Linked DNA regions of Mus musculus: region 1 is linked to region 2. The links are chromatin contacts, called in public Hi-C maps. All regions are on one chromosome and are shown on one strand. Each heading gives the region's core, a stretch centred on a gene start, on an enhancer-like site or on the middle of the called end of the contact. The rest is flanking DNA. Distances are from core to core; before and after follow the strand shown.

Region 1 (6,506 bases), core at 1,761-4,260, 6.1 Mb before region 2:
CACTTCATTTCCTATCCATTCATTTTATATGCATTTTCAAGATAGGATGTCCTTCTGTAACCCAGGTTGACCCTGAACTATGTAGCCCAGGCTGGCCTCAAATTTGTAGCAACCCATCTGTCCTGGCCTCCCAAGTGTTGAGATTGTAGACCTGAGTCACCATGCCCCGCTGAACTGGTAAACTTTGAATGGGTGGACTCTGTGCATGTGAATCATATCTCAATAAAGCCGTTTAAGAATACTTGCAGGACAGATGTAGTGGTACACACACTTAAACATGGCAGACGGAGGCAGAGCCAGGTAGACCTCTGAGTTCAAAGCCAGTCTGGTCTACACAGTAAGTCCAGGCCCAGCCAGGGCTACACAGCTGAACCAAAAAACAAGCTGCCTCCAAAAAACAAGATGGTTCAGTGGGTAACAGTGCCTGTCCTTCAATCACGAGGACCTGAGTTCAAATCCTCAGCACTCATATAAAAGACTGGGCATAGCTGCAAAAGCCTCTAATCCTAACTAGAGAATCCCAAGAGCTTCCTGGGCGGCCCAGTCTCCTGTAATAACAGACCTTGCCTCGAGGCAATAAGGTGGATGGAGACGAATGGCAGAAGATATAATGTCCTCCTGCCCTGCTCTGACCTTCCGAAGTACATGTCTGGGTGTGCATGCAACACACACACACATGCAAGCACACAGACATGTATCACACATATATAAAAACACGAGGCCAGGTATACTAGCATACTCTTTTAATCACAGCACTCAGGAGGCAAAGGCAGGAGGATCTCAGAGTTCAATGGTTCGAAGCCAGTGTGGTCTATAAAGAGAGAAGGACAGTCAAGGATACAAAGAGAAACCATGTCTCAAAAAGCAAAATACACAAATTCAAAACCTAATTACAAAAGTACAAGGCAATAAACCTTGTAGGATTCAACTAACATGTTACCTTTTAATCATTTTAAATTCCATAACTTAGAAAACAGGTGAGACAAAACACAAAAGAAAAGGTAAGGGCTGGGGTTGAAGCTCAGTTGATCAAGGGCTTGCCTGCTATGTAGGAAGCCCTGGCTCTATCCTCAGCATCTAATACAAACAGGGTGTGATGGTATATACCGCACCATCCCAGCATCCAGATCTACACAAGGGAGGACCAGAGGTTCAAGGTCATCCTTGGCTACGTTAGAATATGCTTCAAAAGAAAAGAAAAAGAACAGAATAAGCCAAAGAAGAAATGAAGGAAGGAATTAATGACAAGACAAGGCTAATGGAACCTGTCTGAAGAACATGATCAACCAATCAAACAGGAGAGGTAAAATTTTCATTTGCCCAGGAACTCTCATGCTCAAGGAAAACCAGTATAGCACTTAAAAAAAAAAAAAAAAAAAAAAAAGAGTCGTGTGCGCACTCCTTTAATCCCAGCGCTCAGGAGGCAGACACTGGCAGATCTCTGAGTTCCAGGTCAGCCTGGTCTACAAAGTGATTTCCAGGACAGCCAGAGCTACACAGAGAAACCCTGTTTCAGGAGAAAAAAAAAATGGAAACACATACAACAATGCCAGTGATTAAATTAAGGTCCACCCACACAGAAAGGATGTAACTCTGGCTGGCCTTGAACCCAAATTTAGCGTTGTTAATGTCCTCTTGTCTTGGCTTTTAGATGACAGGTCCCACCACACCCACCCAGAGATCTGACTTCTTCAAGACAAGCCAGATACATAGAAGACAGCAAAACAAGGTAGGTGCGTGCTCTGCAAACTCCTAATGTGAACTGTGGTCGGAGCCAATGGGACTGTCACTACATGACTCCACAGTTCAGGTCAGTCCCTAGTACTCCATCTCCCCTCTCCCTGATCAGCCACAGCCACAGGGCCTCAAGGAAATGAAGTAAAGACACCACGTGGATGGACAATTCTCTAAGCCGTGTCCTCACCTGCCTCTGTCACTGTTTTAAACCAGTCCAGCAGTTTCTCCAAGCAGGTGTCATCTGCCACCAGCTGTCTGGGATCTGCCAAAACAGCACAGAGAGCCGGGAGGAGCCTGGAGCATTCTGGGTCCATGATCAGGCAGGCAGTTCCTACAGAGGAAGGGAGAGGTCAGCCACAGATTTGATACCAACTACCCTAGTTACAGGCAGCCTAACTGGGGGATGGGCCCAGACAACTTCACGTGGACCAGAACTCTTTTTTTTTTTTTCCTGAGACAGAGTTTCTTTGTGTAGCCTTGGCTGTCCTGGAACTCACTCTGTAGACCAGGCTGGCCTCGAACTCAGGAATCCGCCTGCCTCTGCCTCCCAAGTGCTGGGATTAAAGGCAAGCCACCACTGCCCTGTGGACCAGAACTCTTAAGTCCACAAAGATGCTAAGCTCAGTCCAGGGGAACCTGGACAAGAGGATTGAGCCCTAGAAGCTGCTCTGTGGGTGAGGACAGGTTAGTCAGAGCCACAAGGCCTTTGCTGTCAAAGCCTGTTAACTTGGGGGTTTGGTGTTATGGGGTGGGGGTGTAGCTGTCTATTAACCTAGCTGCGAGAACAGTCAGGGGATCAGCCAGGTGCGCAGGAGACTGTTCACCCAGGCACCTGATCCCTAAATCCGTTCCCAACGGTCAAGAGAAACCTGGATGAGACAATCCTCCAAGCCACGGAGGAGTGCGCAGGAAGGTGGGTGTCACAGCCCAAGTCGATAGAGGCTGCAAGTGACAACCCCGCGGCCTCCAACTAAGTGTCTCTTCAAGACAGAAATATGCATCTTGGAGGGCAATGATTTTTGTGCTGTCTGGACCCTGACATGCATCGTCCGTACCTCCCAAATCCGGGTAAGAGGTGCGCTCTCGGCGACTGCGAGTTAGCCTAGGGGTTCTAATCCCGCCCCCGCATCCCTCCGCTACGGGAATTAGGCCCGAGAGTGCAAAATGCACCATTAGACTGCCTGGCCGAAGCTCGAACTCCGCCTTACCAGGATCTCCACCCCGGCCTGCGTGCGCCTCGCCCGCTGAGGTTCCGGTGTCTAAGGCAGGCCCCGCCTTCCCCTCCGCAAATTCCGCTTTACGCTGGCCGAGGCCCCGCCCTCCCCAGGTCCTGCCCCATCTCAGAGTTCGCTTCACGCAACGCGAGCCTGGCCCAACAGCACAGGCCCCGCCCCGCCGCGGGAATTGGCTCCACCTCGCCAGCTTCAAGTCTCACTCCGCCTTCAACGAGGCCCCACCCCTCAGACACCGCCCCTGACGGAAGTTCCTCTCCACGTTGCTATAGGCTCCGCCCCTCAGTGTTGCTCGGGTTTCCGTCTCCACAGGCCCCGCCCTAAGTCTGTACCACGTGACGGACATGGGGAGGGGTGTAAAGAGCGGGGTTGACGCGCTTGGAGACCAGTGATGACCCTGCCGTTCCGATCACCCCTAAGGTTCAAACCCTGTAAACGCGCTCCAGCTGTGTGCAGTTTGGCATTTTCACACTGTATCAATCTCTCGGAATTATCACGTCCCCGCCAGGGCGTTCTATGGTACGTGCCCACGCAGGCAGTGGGCGGAGCGTCCCCAGGCGGGCTCGGTGTGGGCGTGGCTTTCCGCTGGGAGGCAAGGCCTCGCTGGCCTCAGGCCACGTGTCTAGGCTTTTTTTTTTTTCCTTTGGTTTTTCGAGACAGGGTTTCTCTGTACAGCCCTGGCTGTCCTGGAACTCACTTTGTAGACCAGGCTGGCCTCGAACTCAGAAATCCGCCTGCCTCTGCCTCCGGAGTGCTGGGATTAAAGGCGTGCACCACCACACCCGCCTTGTGTCTAGGCTTTTAAGGTCTCCGAATTTTACTGGGTCTTCTAGCCCTTGCTTTCAGCTTTAGCGTTAGGTGTGGGCAGCAGCAGGTGAGTCAGCACAGCCGGTGCTGAAACCCTCGGTTCCCACAGCGGGTAGCGCTAAACTCCGGGGTCTAGAGTGTCAGGACCCTCCAGTCACCAAAGCCTGTATTTCTGTAGCTCTTCACAGCCCCAGTCCTCTATCCCCGCTTGCCTTCTGTCTGCCATCCATTGTTACCAACTCTTCACAACTTCAGCCTGCTCTTCTAATAAAGATTAAAAGTAGGCCATCGGGAACTAGAGAGATGGGTCAGTGGTAAAGAATACCTTTTACTCTTCCAGAGGAACAGAGTTTGGTTCCCAGCCCCGAGGTCTCACACACACACATACACACACACACACACACACACAATCTCTTTTAGGGCATGGTTCCCGAATGCCTAGAGATAGAGTAAGATAATGCTCATCTGCCCTGGAAATCAGACCTGTGAGCTTGGTTGTCTCTATCTTGGTAATGGGAGACCCCAGCATGTTGGGCTTCTGCAGAAAATATCACTGCAGGCTGGAGAGATGGCTCAGCTGTTGAGAGCACTGACTGCTCTTCCTAGAAGTCCTGAGTTCAATTCCCAGCAACCACATGGTGGCTCACAGCCATCTGTAACGGATTCTGGTGTATCTGAAGACAGCTACTGTGTAGTCATACACATTAAATAAATAAACAGGGTTTCACTGTGTAGCTCTGACTGTCCTGGAACTCTATAGACCAGGCTAGCCTCAAACTCAGAAATCTGCCTGCCTCTGCCTCTGCCTCTGCCTCCCAAGTGTTAGGATTAAAGGCATGTTCCACCACTGCCAGGCTAATAAATAAAATCTTAAAAAAAACAAAACCAAAAAACTACTCTGCGTTTACATACTGAGTCTGGGCTGTTATTCTTTGGCAAATCATGGGTCCTTAGACAAGCAAGAAAAAAAAAACCTCCCAGGAGAATCCTTGTATTAAGCTTAATGTTGCAAAGCCACCCAGTTGCAGAGAGCTGTTTACTCAAAAAAATGAATGTGTGCTGGGGAATAGTCCCTTTGCAAGCCTAAGAACAGGAGTCGCCAGAATCCATAAAGGAGATGGGATGGGGGCGGAAGGGGACAAAATAAAAGGAGGGCATAGCGATACACATTTGTAACCCCAGCATTGATGAGGCAGACAGGATCACGCGCGCGCGTGCGCGCGCGTGTACACACACACACACACACACAGAGGCAAATGACATACTGTTTTCATCTATCACTGGCCTGCTGGGCCACCAGGGAAGTGCTCCCTATCTGGCCTGGGTTGGAAAGCCACGGAATCCTGGAGAGTTCAGAGAGGCTTGTGATAGCAAACCGTCAGCTGAGGGTTTAAAGCAGTTGGTGCTGGCCCATGGGCAGTCTTATCCTCATGGCGCCAGACCCCAGGTCTAACAACTAGGGAGTCAGTCACCTTGGCCCCCAACATCTCAGTTTCTTTACAGAAAAAAAACAAACATGTAAATAGGCTGATGTCCCCAATCTCAAATCTTGCGTATCGTTAAGGATGGTGCTTTATGCTCTCTTTTCAACTCAACATGGCGACCCTCGGAACCTCTGCCCACTGGACTACATAGTTGCAGCCAGTGTTTGCCGAAATCCAACCCGGGCTCCTGAAGTTGGATCTGAGAGCATGGCTTCCAGGTAGAAAGTTAGTATTGCCTGCGGGAAGCCAATTAATTCACGCATCCCACGAAACAAAACAAAACAAAACAACAACCAAAAAAAAAAAAAAAAAGCCCACAAGACCACAAGAACGGATTGCGCCGTGCAACCCCGGGAGAGTGCTTGGTAGGCCCCTTGCTCGCGCACACTTTGCGCGTGCACAAGATTCGTCGGGCTCCGGAGGAAGGACCACATCCGGGGCTCTGTGGCCGCGGCACGGTTGCCATGGTACCAGGGCGGCTGGCAGGCCTCCCAAGCCGAGGGCAGAGCTCGCAGGACCCGGAGGCCGCGCAGCGCTGCCGCTATGAGCCTGGGCACCACAGATATAGCCTCGGAGACGGTAAGGAGCCTTGGGGCGGAGGGAGGAAGGGCGCACGGTGGCAGCCAGCTCCGGCAGGCCGATTATTACCGCACAAGAGCCATCTCCGGGCGTCGGCCGCCACCGTGCCCGCGCCCCAGCAGCCTCTAGCTCCCGCCTGCGCTCGCGGAGGCCACTACTTCCAGGAAGCCCCCGGGACTGCGCCCCTCCCGCACGCGCTGCGGGTCTGAGGCTGCAGCCGGCCGACGATAAGCTCCTCTCGTAAGTGTTGCTGTAGGCTGTGGTCTCGCGACTCCCCGGAGCGATCCAGGGCAAGGGGGAAGTCCTGTCCCCAGCCTCCCCCAAGGCTAGTTTTGCACGGGTCCGGGAGTCATCTCTGGAAGAGGTGTGCCTCTCTCACTCTCTGCGTGTCGGTATCAAGTGAACTTTGTACATTCCGGGGGGCGGTGGGAGAGGGGCGGTGGCTATAGGACAGGGCAATAGGCTGATGTAGGGAGCAGCTTGGTACAGGTTTAGAGCCAGTAGGAGCATTAAATGTAAAGGCCGCAAGGCCGGGGAAAGTAGCACACCGGAAAGCAAGCTTTTGGAGTTGAGATTTAGAAGGGCACTGAGGGAGGTAGGCAGGGACCTGGCCATGGTGAAATATGACTTTCAAGGGTCCAGGGGACGCCTGTGAGAGCCTCCACAA
Region 2 (7,463 bases), core at 3,790-6,289:
TTTCAGATGATGTAATCCATCTCCAATGCGGAAAAGACAGGCCCGTCCATCCACATTGCTGGGCACCCAGCTGACTGTAAGAATGGAATTCCAAACACTTAACACATTCAGTTCTATGACAGAAAGTGAGTCTATGGATATGGTATTTTGTGAATGATCTTTTAAATAAAAGAGAACCTTACATAACACTTATGCTTGTCTTTCTGGCCACTTGGGAGCTGTGAACCTTGGGGTGCTACAGAGAAGCATTTACAAGGAGTTAGGCTGGCGTGTTGACCATGGTCCTGCTGCGCACACTGCCACTGAGTATGTTGTGTGACCTAGTTTGCAGAATCCTGATCTTGGAACCTCTAAAGAAGAAACTGGAGGTAGGCTAGTCATCTCGGCACTAGGACATGTGTTTACTGTGTAAGCATTTCCAGCATCCATGTAAAACGTCATGTGTACCCATAATCCCAGCACCCGGGAAATGGAGACAGAAAGATACCTGGACTTGCTTGCCAGCCAGTCTAGCCACATGTATGAGCTCTGGTAAGAGGAGGGCTTCGAGAAGCTAGAGATGGTTCAGTAGTTGAGGGCACCAGTTTCTCTTCCAGAGAACCCAGATTCAATTCCCAGCATCTACATGGCAGTTGGCAAGCATTTGTAACTCCAGCCCAGGAGGTTGGGTGCGACCATTCGAGCCTATGAGTGCCTATGCAGATAAAACACCCTTATACATAAGATGTTTGTGTGGAGCATATGGCACATCTTCAGTCCCAGCATACAGGAGGCAGACAGTCGGGGGCTCTTGAATTCAAGAATAGTGTGGCCCCTACATAGTGAGACCACGCCTCTAAAATGGGAGAGGAGCTTACATGGTTAGTTTACTACTACCTCTGTGGTCCTAGCAGAGTGCCCAAATGGAAAGGATCTTTTTCAGTGTTTAGACTGTACATCAGTGATGTAGATGAGTTCAGACAATTGGCTCCTGGTTTCTCTGCTTTTGTGGGATTTCCTATTTTGTTTTGTTTGGTCCTGGGAATTGGCCAGAAGACCTATATTGCTACATAAAAACTACAACTCCACCACATGCCAGCCTCTATGATGCCCTTTTCTTCCCCCGCCCCCCTCGAGACAGGGTTTCTCTGTATAGACCAGGCTGGCCTCGAACTCAGAAATCCACCTGCCTCTGCCTCCCAAGTGCACTACTGCCCTCTGTGATGTTCTTGCTTTGGGATTCTTTCTGTTGATCCAGAGTCTGAATATTGATGACTTTGGGGGCAGGACCTTTTGTATTGTTGGATGTCCATGATGGATAGAAGATGATGGGTATCCATGTGTGCTACTTAGGGCTGGCAAATGCTGAAGGAAGGAACTGGAGTTGGTGTCCTGTGGGTGCTTGGGATCAAACCCAAGACCTCTGCAAGAGCCGCCAATGCTCCATTTCATTGAGTGGTCTCGCTGGCCCAGAGATTGAGTGTGCTTGAGCTTTTTGCCTGATAAACATGTAATGCCCCCTGTGCATGGTCTGCCCATGGAGTAGTCGGGCATTTGATCTCCCAGAGCTAGAATTAACAGCTCTCAGGTGGGTATATAGCACTTGAACCCCAGATTGTCTTCAAGAGCAGCAGCAGTATTCTTATGAAGGTGACCCACAAAATTGAAGACAGGACAGTGAAATGGCTTAGTCGGTTAAGGAGACTTGCTGCATGCCTAACAGACAGTTTACTCCTCAGAAAGTAGTGGACTTTCACAAGTTTCTCACAAGGAAAACAGCCAATGCATCTTCAGCTCTCAAACATCGGATAACTCGTAAAAGCAGATGCTTACTGTGATGGGTGGCTGTAGTGTTCCGTTGGACCCTAGTTAGTCTGAATTCCCTGGGAGATGCACTAAGTGATTAGCAGAGCAGTGGCTATCCCAGCGTGTCCCTCTGAAGGGAGTCAGACTACCACCAAGGGCCCTTGGGATTGGTAGAAGTCTCATATCATTCTATTGAAATTAAGAATAAACTCACTACTGAAGCTGTGTGAGTCTTTTAATCCCAGTGCTCAGGAGGCAGAGGCAGGCAGATCTCTGGGATCAAAGGCAGCCTGGCCTACATAGAAGCCCTGTCTCAGAACGACAGACCATGGTTCAGGGCTTGGAAATCTGGCTCATCTGTTAAAAAGCGTTTGCTGACCTTCCAGCTACCTCCATAGTAGCTCACAGCAGTATAACTTCTAGGGGTCTGATGCCCTCTGGCCACCAAGAACCAGGCACACAAGTGTTGCACAGACATACATGCTTTCAAGACACTTGGAGTGCTTCAGTAATTCTAGCTATTCCAGGGACTGAGACAGGAGGTCTGCAAGTTCAAGGCCCATCCTGGACTACATAGCCAAGAGGCCGTCTAAAAATGAAAAATTAGAACACTACAGGGGTGTGCCTCCATATCTAGCTGTGCTGTGTTAGAAATGGAACCCAAGCGAGCACCAACTGAACAACATCCCAGTTTTGGTGTTGGTAGGTTGTGTGTGTGTGGGGGGGGGGGGGGTATCTCTAAAAAGGAATCCAGAAGCAGGCACGGGGCTGAGGTTACAAGTGACTGTGCCAGGGATCCAAGATGAATGGGTCCCTCCAGAACTGAGTGAAGTTGGACTACTGTGAGCTACTGTGTAGGTGCAAGTGGGAAAGAGGCCAACCATGATCCTCTTAGGGGTTCTCTGCCTCCCCACCTGACCCCGTGGGGAAAAAAAAGTCTGATGAACTGAATGCATCCGCACTACCTGTGGTCAGCACAGATTTCAATGGTCAACTGAGTCTCCTGGTGATCGTCCCCATGCCTGTGCTACTTTGCTTCACCACAGGGTGGCAGCAGCAGGCTTGGGGCACAGACTGGGGAAGAAACACCCAGGCTAGCACTAAACTCACAGCAGATTGCCTCCTGCCTATGTCCTTCCTCCCCACTACAGGCAGTGATACCCCCAACTGAGAAATGGCCTTGGCTGGGGGTGGAGGGGGTGCTCAGTTATTAGTGTTCTCAAAAGCCTGAGGAACCCGAGCTTGGATCCCCAGCTCTCAATGAAGCTGGGCACAAACGACGTGTGCTCTTAGCTTTGGGGACATGGGAACATGGCTATCTGGAGCTTGCAGGACCAGCCAGCCTGGACTAACTCGGTGAGTCTCTGGAGTCTCTGGCCAGTGAAAGGGAACAGTCAAGGTGGAAGCTTGGTATGGTCCCAACACTTGGGAAGAAGCAGGAGGATCTGTGAGTTCCCAGGCCAGCCAGGACTATACAGTGAAACCCAAAACACAGAAAAATTACAACCAGGAGGTGGCAAGATGGCTCAGTGGTAGAGGTAGTTTCCAGCACGCCTTTTTTTTTTTTTTTTTTAACTGTTTACTCTTTATATTTATTTATTTATTATATGTAAGTACACTGTAGCTGTCTTCAGACACTCCAGAATAGGAAGTCAGATTTCATTACCGATGGTTGTGAGCCACCGTGGTTGCTGGGATTTGAACTCCGGACCTTTGGAAGAGCAGTCAGGTGGTCTTACCCACTGAGCCATCTCACCAGCCCTGCGCACGCCTTTAATCCCAGCACTTGGGAGGCAGAGGCAGGCAGATTTCTGAGTTCAAGGCCAGCCTGGTCTACAGAGTGAGTTCCAGGACAGCCAGGGCTACACAGAGAGAGAAACCCTGTCTCAAAACAAACAAAAAAGAACTAACGTACAAAGAAATAGATGTAATAAAGACAATTTGGGTTTTTTTGTTTGGTTGGTTTGGATTGGTTTTTCGAGACAGGGTTTCTCTGTATAGTCCTAGCTGTCCTGGAACTCACCATAGTGGCCTCTAACTCAGAAATCCACTTGCCTCTGCCTCCCGAGTGCTGGGATTAAAGGCGTGCGCCACCACGCCCGGCTGACAATTTGGTTTTTAAAAAGTAGATGACACAGTCTGCATAAATCTGAGTTCAAGGCCAGCCTGCTCTACAGAGTGAGTCTCAAGACAGCCAGGGCTACACAGAAACTCGGTCTCAAAGAAACTAAAATGTGGAAGACACCAAGACTGACTTCTGGCCTCTACATTCACCCACTACCACCACCCACACACAGAGGCAGCTTGTCTATCCAGCTGTCTCTGGCACAGTGGTCCTTTGTTCCATCTGCCATCTTTATTCCCGTCTTTCTCCCTGTATCCTCTGTCCCTTATCTCTTTTATCTGCCGGTTAGTATTTGTTCTATGGGATTCCACTGCCCTAATCTCTCTCTCTGATCCCCATTCTCAGATGCCTGTGGATGCTGGAAGGATTCTAGCTTCCTCTTACCTGTGGTTGTCAGCGTCTACATATCTGCCTCTCTGTCTTTCTGGTCCTCTCCTGACCTGTGCATCTGTGTGTGTGTGTCCCCATCTCTGGTGTCTGACTGTGGCACGTGCGTGAGTGTGTACATGTCCCTCGAAACTCCGTCCTCTCCATGTCTGTGTCCATGTGAACTCTGGGGTTGACTCTCTACCCGTCGATCACTGTAGCCCTCCCTCCTCCATGTGACCTTGCTCTGTGGTGGGCATGTACTGTGTGTGCTTGGCTTTCAGTCTGCCCGTGCCTGTGCCCATCTCTCACTTCCCATTTTCCCTATGTCTGTTTTCTTTTTTATTGCCTCTCCACCCCCAGGAGTGTGTGCACATACATGTGCATGTGTGTGCACATGCACACTGCACATAAGCCTGTGTGTATGTACATATGCATCAGAGGACAACTAGACACTCACTTCATGGTTCCTGGTGATAGGAACCCTGGTTCCTCTGGTTCCAAGTTGTCCAGCTTGGTGGAACGTGCCATTACCCAGGGAGTCTTTTTTGAGACAGGGTCTCACTGTAGCTGTCCTAGCTTATATAGACCAGGCTGGCCTCAAACTCAGAGCTCTGCCTGCTTCTGCTTCCCAAGTGCAGGCATTTAACAGCACACACCACCATGCCCAGCTTTAACTTCGCTTTGTATCTCTGCATCTTTTTCTGTCTCTGCTCCACCCACTTTGTCATTAACCACCCTAGTAGTCTGGCCGAGGCGGATGTAGAGGAGATGATTCAGTAGTGACAGGAAGCCAACTGCCTTGCCCACTGCTCACCAGAGTCAGTGGTGTTGGCATCAGCTTGGGCAGGTGTGCGGCACAAGATGAAGGGGCCATGGTGAGGAGCCCTCACCCTCAGGTAAGCCTTTCCCAGGGGTGCTCCCCTGTTGTGCTACACCCCACAAGACCCTTAGGGATAGACGGAGCGGAAGCCGAGATACCTGATACCTCCCACCCTGGCCTAGTGCTGTGGCCCTTAAGGAAAGCCTATGCAGGGCTCCAGGCACCCACTTATCTATCATTGGCTTCCCAAACCCCTAGCCTCTGAGACCCCCCAAGAAGCCCCTAGGGTGGTTCTGTCACTACCAGTGACTGGAGAGGGCCAGCTAAGAGCCAGAGATGTGAGATTCTCCCGCCCGTTGAGGGTTGGCTAATGCCACAGGCCTGTGTATGGAACTTGGATGCTTTGGGGAACTGTGCCCAAGCCCTGTTCCAGCCAGGAGGAAGTTGCTATCCCCAGAAGTCCATCCAGGCCTGAGCCAGCTTGTACTTTCTGACAGATAATCCTTGTAACGTTGGTGGGCTCCTTGGTTCCGGCTTTGAACAGGTGGCCCAGATTGACCAGGGACAAGGCCTGCCAGACCTCTGTACATAGACATACTCACATATGTACGTGAACAGTCGCCCGCTGGCCTCCAGTAGGTGTCTTCAGGGTCTTCTCTCCGCCTCATTTGAAGGCCCAAGTTATTTGGTCAGACTGGGTACTGTACACTCCTCCATCAGGGCATTAGGAATGCTGAGGTGGGGAGACCCTAAGTTCAAGGCCAGGCAGTACTCCATTGTGAGGCCCTGCCGCAAAGGCTCAAACCACAGAAATGTTATTCAGCTAAGCCTGCAGGCCTCAGAGTAGCACCCCATGAATAAAGCCATCCCTGGTGTGAGACGGGTCATGTACTTCATCCAACAGACCCTCATGGCCTTTTTACCCCGAAGAACGAGCTGCCGCAGTGATCACTCACGAAGGGCCACTGAGGTTAGAAGCTCCGATGCAGTCCTCAGAAGCAAGCCTTGCTCATATGAAAACTGCCCACTTCCCTTTGAGCTATTTTGGCCCACGGAGCCACAGAGCTGTGGCGGTCCCCCACACACCCACAGCTAGCCCTGCCTGGCCCCTTGGGGCCTTCTGAGACTGCTGGGCCATTCCTCCTGCAGCCCTACCCTCTGTTCCCCTCACCCTCTGCCTCTACTCTCAGGGTAGAGAGCATCAGATAGGATAGAGGGAATTCACCGGGCCTGCTCTGGGTTTCCATCTTTTCCAGTGTTTCTTTGTGGCACAGTATGCGCCTCTCTGAACCTCCATTTGCTCCTTGGGAGGAAGAAAACATTTGGGCTCAGAGGGATCCCCAACTGAGAAGCAAGCCCCAGGCCCTGTCCAGGAAGCACCCCATGTACTCACACCTGCCTTTTTTTTTTCAATATTTTAATACATTCTTTTATTACCACATGTGTGGATGGATGTGCATGTAGCACGGTGTAGGCCAGAGAATAACTTCTGAGAGATAACTTCTCAGCACCGTGTGGGTCCTGGGGATGAATTCAGATCATCAGACTCGGTCGCAAGCACCTCTCACCTGCAAGCTACCTCACCAGGCCCCTTTCAGTCTTTTTTTATCAGTATGCTTTCATTATGCATACTAAGAGGCTTGTGACACTTCCATACAACATGCATCTTGGTCATATTCACCCCCAAATTACCTCTCTTGTCCTTCCCGGTTCCCACTGGTCCCTGCTCTCTTCCCAACTAATCCCCTCCTGATATATTATGTTCTCAGTGGGAGTGGGATAGGGTAGTGGCCCAATGAGTTTCATTAGGTTTGCTTACAGGATGTGAGTGAGGGGTGGGCATCTTACCATTGAAGAAGTGCTCTCTCTCTCTCTCTCTTTCTCCCTCCCTCCCTCCCTCCCTCTCTTCCTCCTTCTCCTCCTCCTCCTCCAGCAATGGGTTTTTTTTGTTGTTGTTGTTGTCGTTTTTGGTTTTTCAGGACAGGGTTTTTCTGTGTGGCCCTGGCTGTCCTGGAACTCACTCTGTAGACCAGGCTGGCCTCGAACTCAGAAATTCACCTGCCTCTGCCTCTTAAGTGCTAGTGCTGGGATTAAAGGCGTGTGCCACCAACACTCGGCTGTCTTTTTTTTTTTAATTTAAAATATTTATGTAAGTTGGAACATGCTGCTACAAGCCTATAATTGCGGCACCTAGGAGACAAATGCAGGCCATTCTCTGTGAATTCCAGGCCAGCCAGGTCTACACAGTGAGTTTCAGACTCACCAGAGCTACACAGTGACTCCCTGTCTCCAAACCACAATGTATGTGAATGATTGTTTGCCTTGCATGTACATGTGTGTACCACATTCATGCCTGGTGCACAC

Evidence for each region. A called contact is a pair of places that touch in the nucleus more often than the background predicts.
Region 1: a Hi-C map of B cells shows a contact between it and region 2, with 5 read pairs. The contact joins the promoter of Brat1 here to the promoter of Lat2 in region 2. A contact is called at or near these places in 1 of 484 Hi-C or Micro-C datasets (B cells) and 1 of 9 other capture datasets (adipose tissue).

The regions. Positions count from the first base shown.
Region 1 is chr5:140,701,515-140,708,020 of GRCm38.p6, reverse strand. It overlaps Brat1 (BRCA1-associated ATM activator 1), which reads right to left and starts at 3,010. Exons shown (of 14, transcript NM_181066.3): 1 at 2,946-3,010; 2 at 1,925-2,068. The coding sequence starts at 2,051. It overlaps Iqce (IQ motif containing E), which reads left to right and starts at 5,643. Exons shown (of 23, transcript NM_028833.3): 1 at 5,643-5,839. The coding sequence starts at 5,804.
Region 2 is chr5:134,612,601-134,620,063 of GRCm38.p6, reverse strand. It overlaps Lat2 (linker for activation of T cells family, member 2), which reads left to right and starts at 5,039. Exons shown (of 13, transcript NM_020044.3): 1 at 5,039-5,175. It overlaps Eif4h (eukaryotic translation initiation factor 4H), which reads left to right. Exons shown (of 7, transcript NM_033561.2): 7 at 1-192.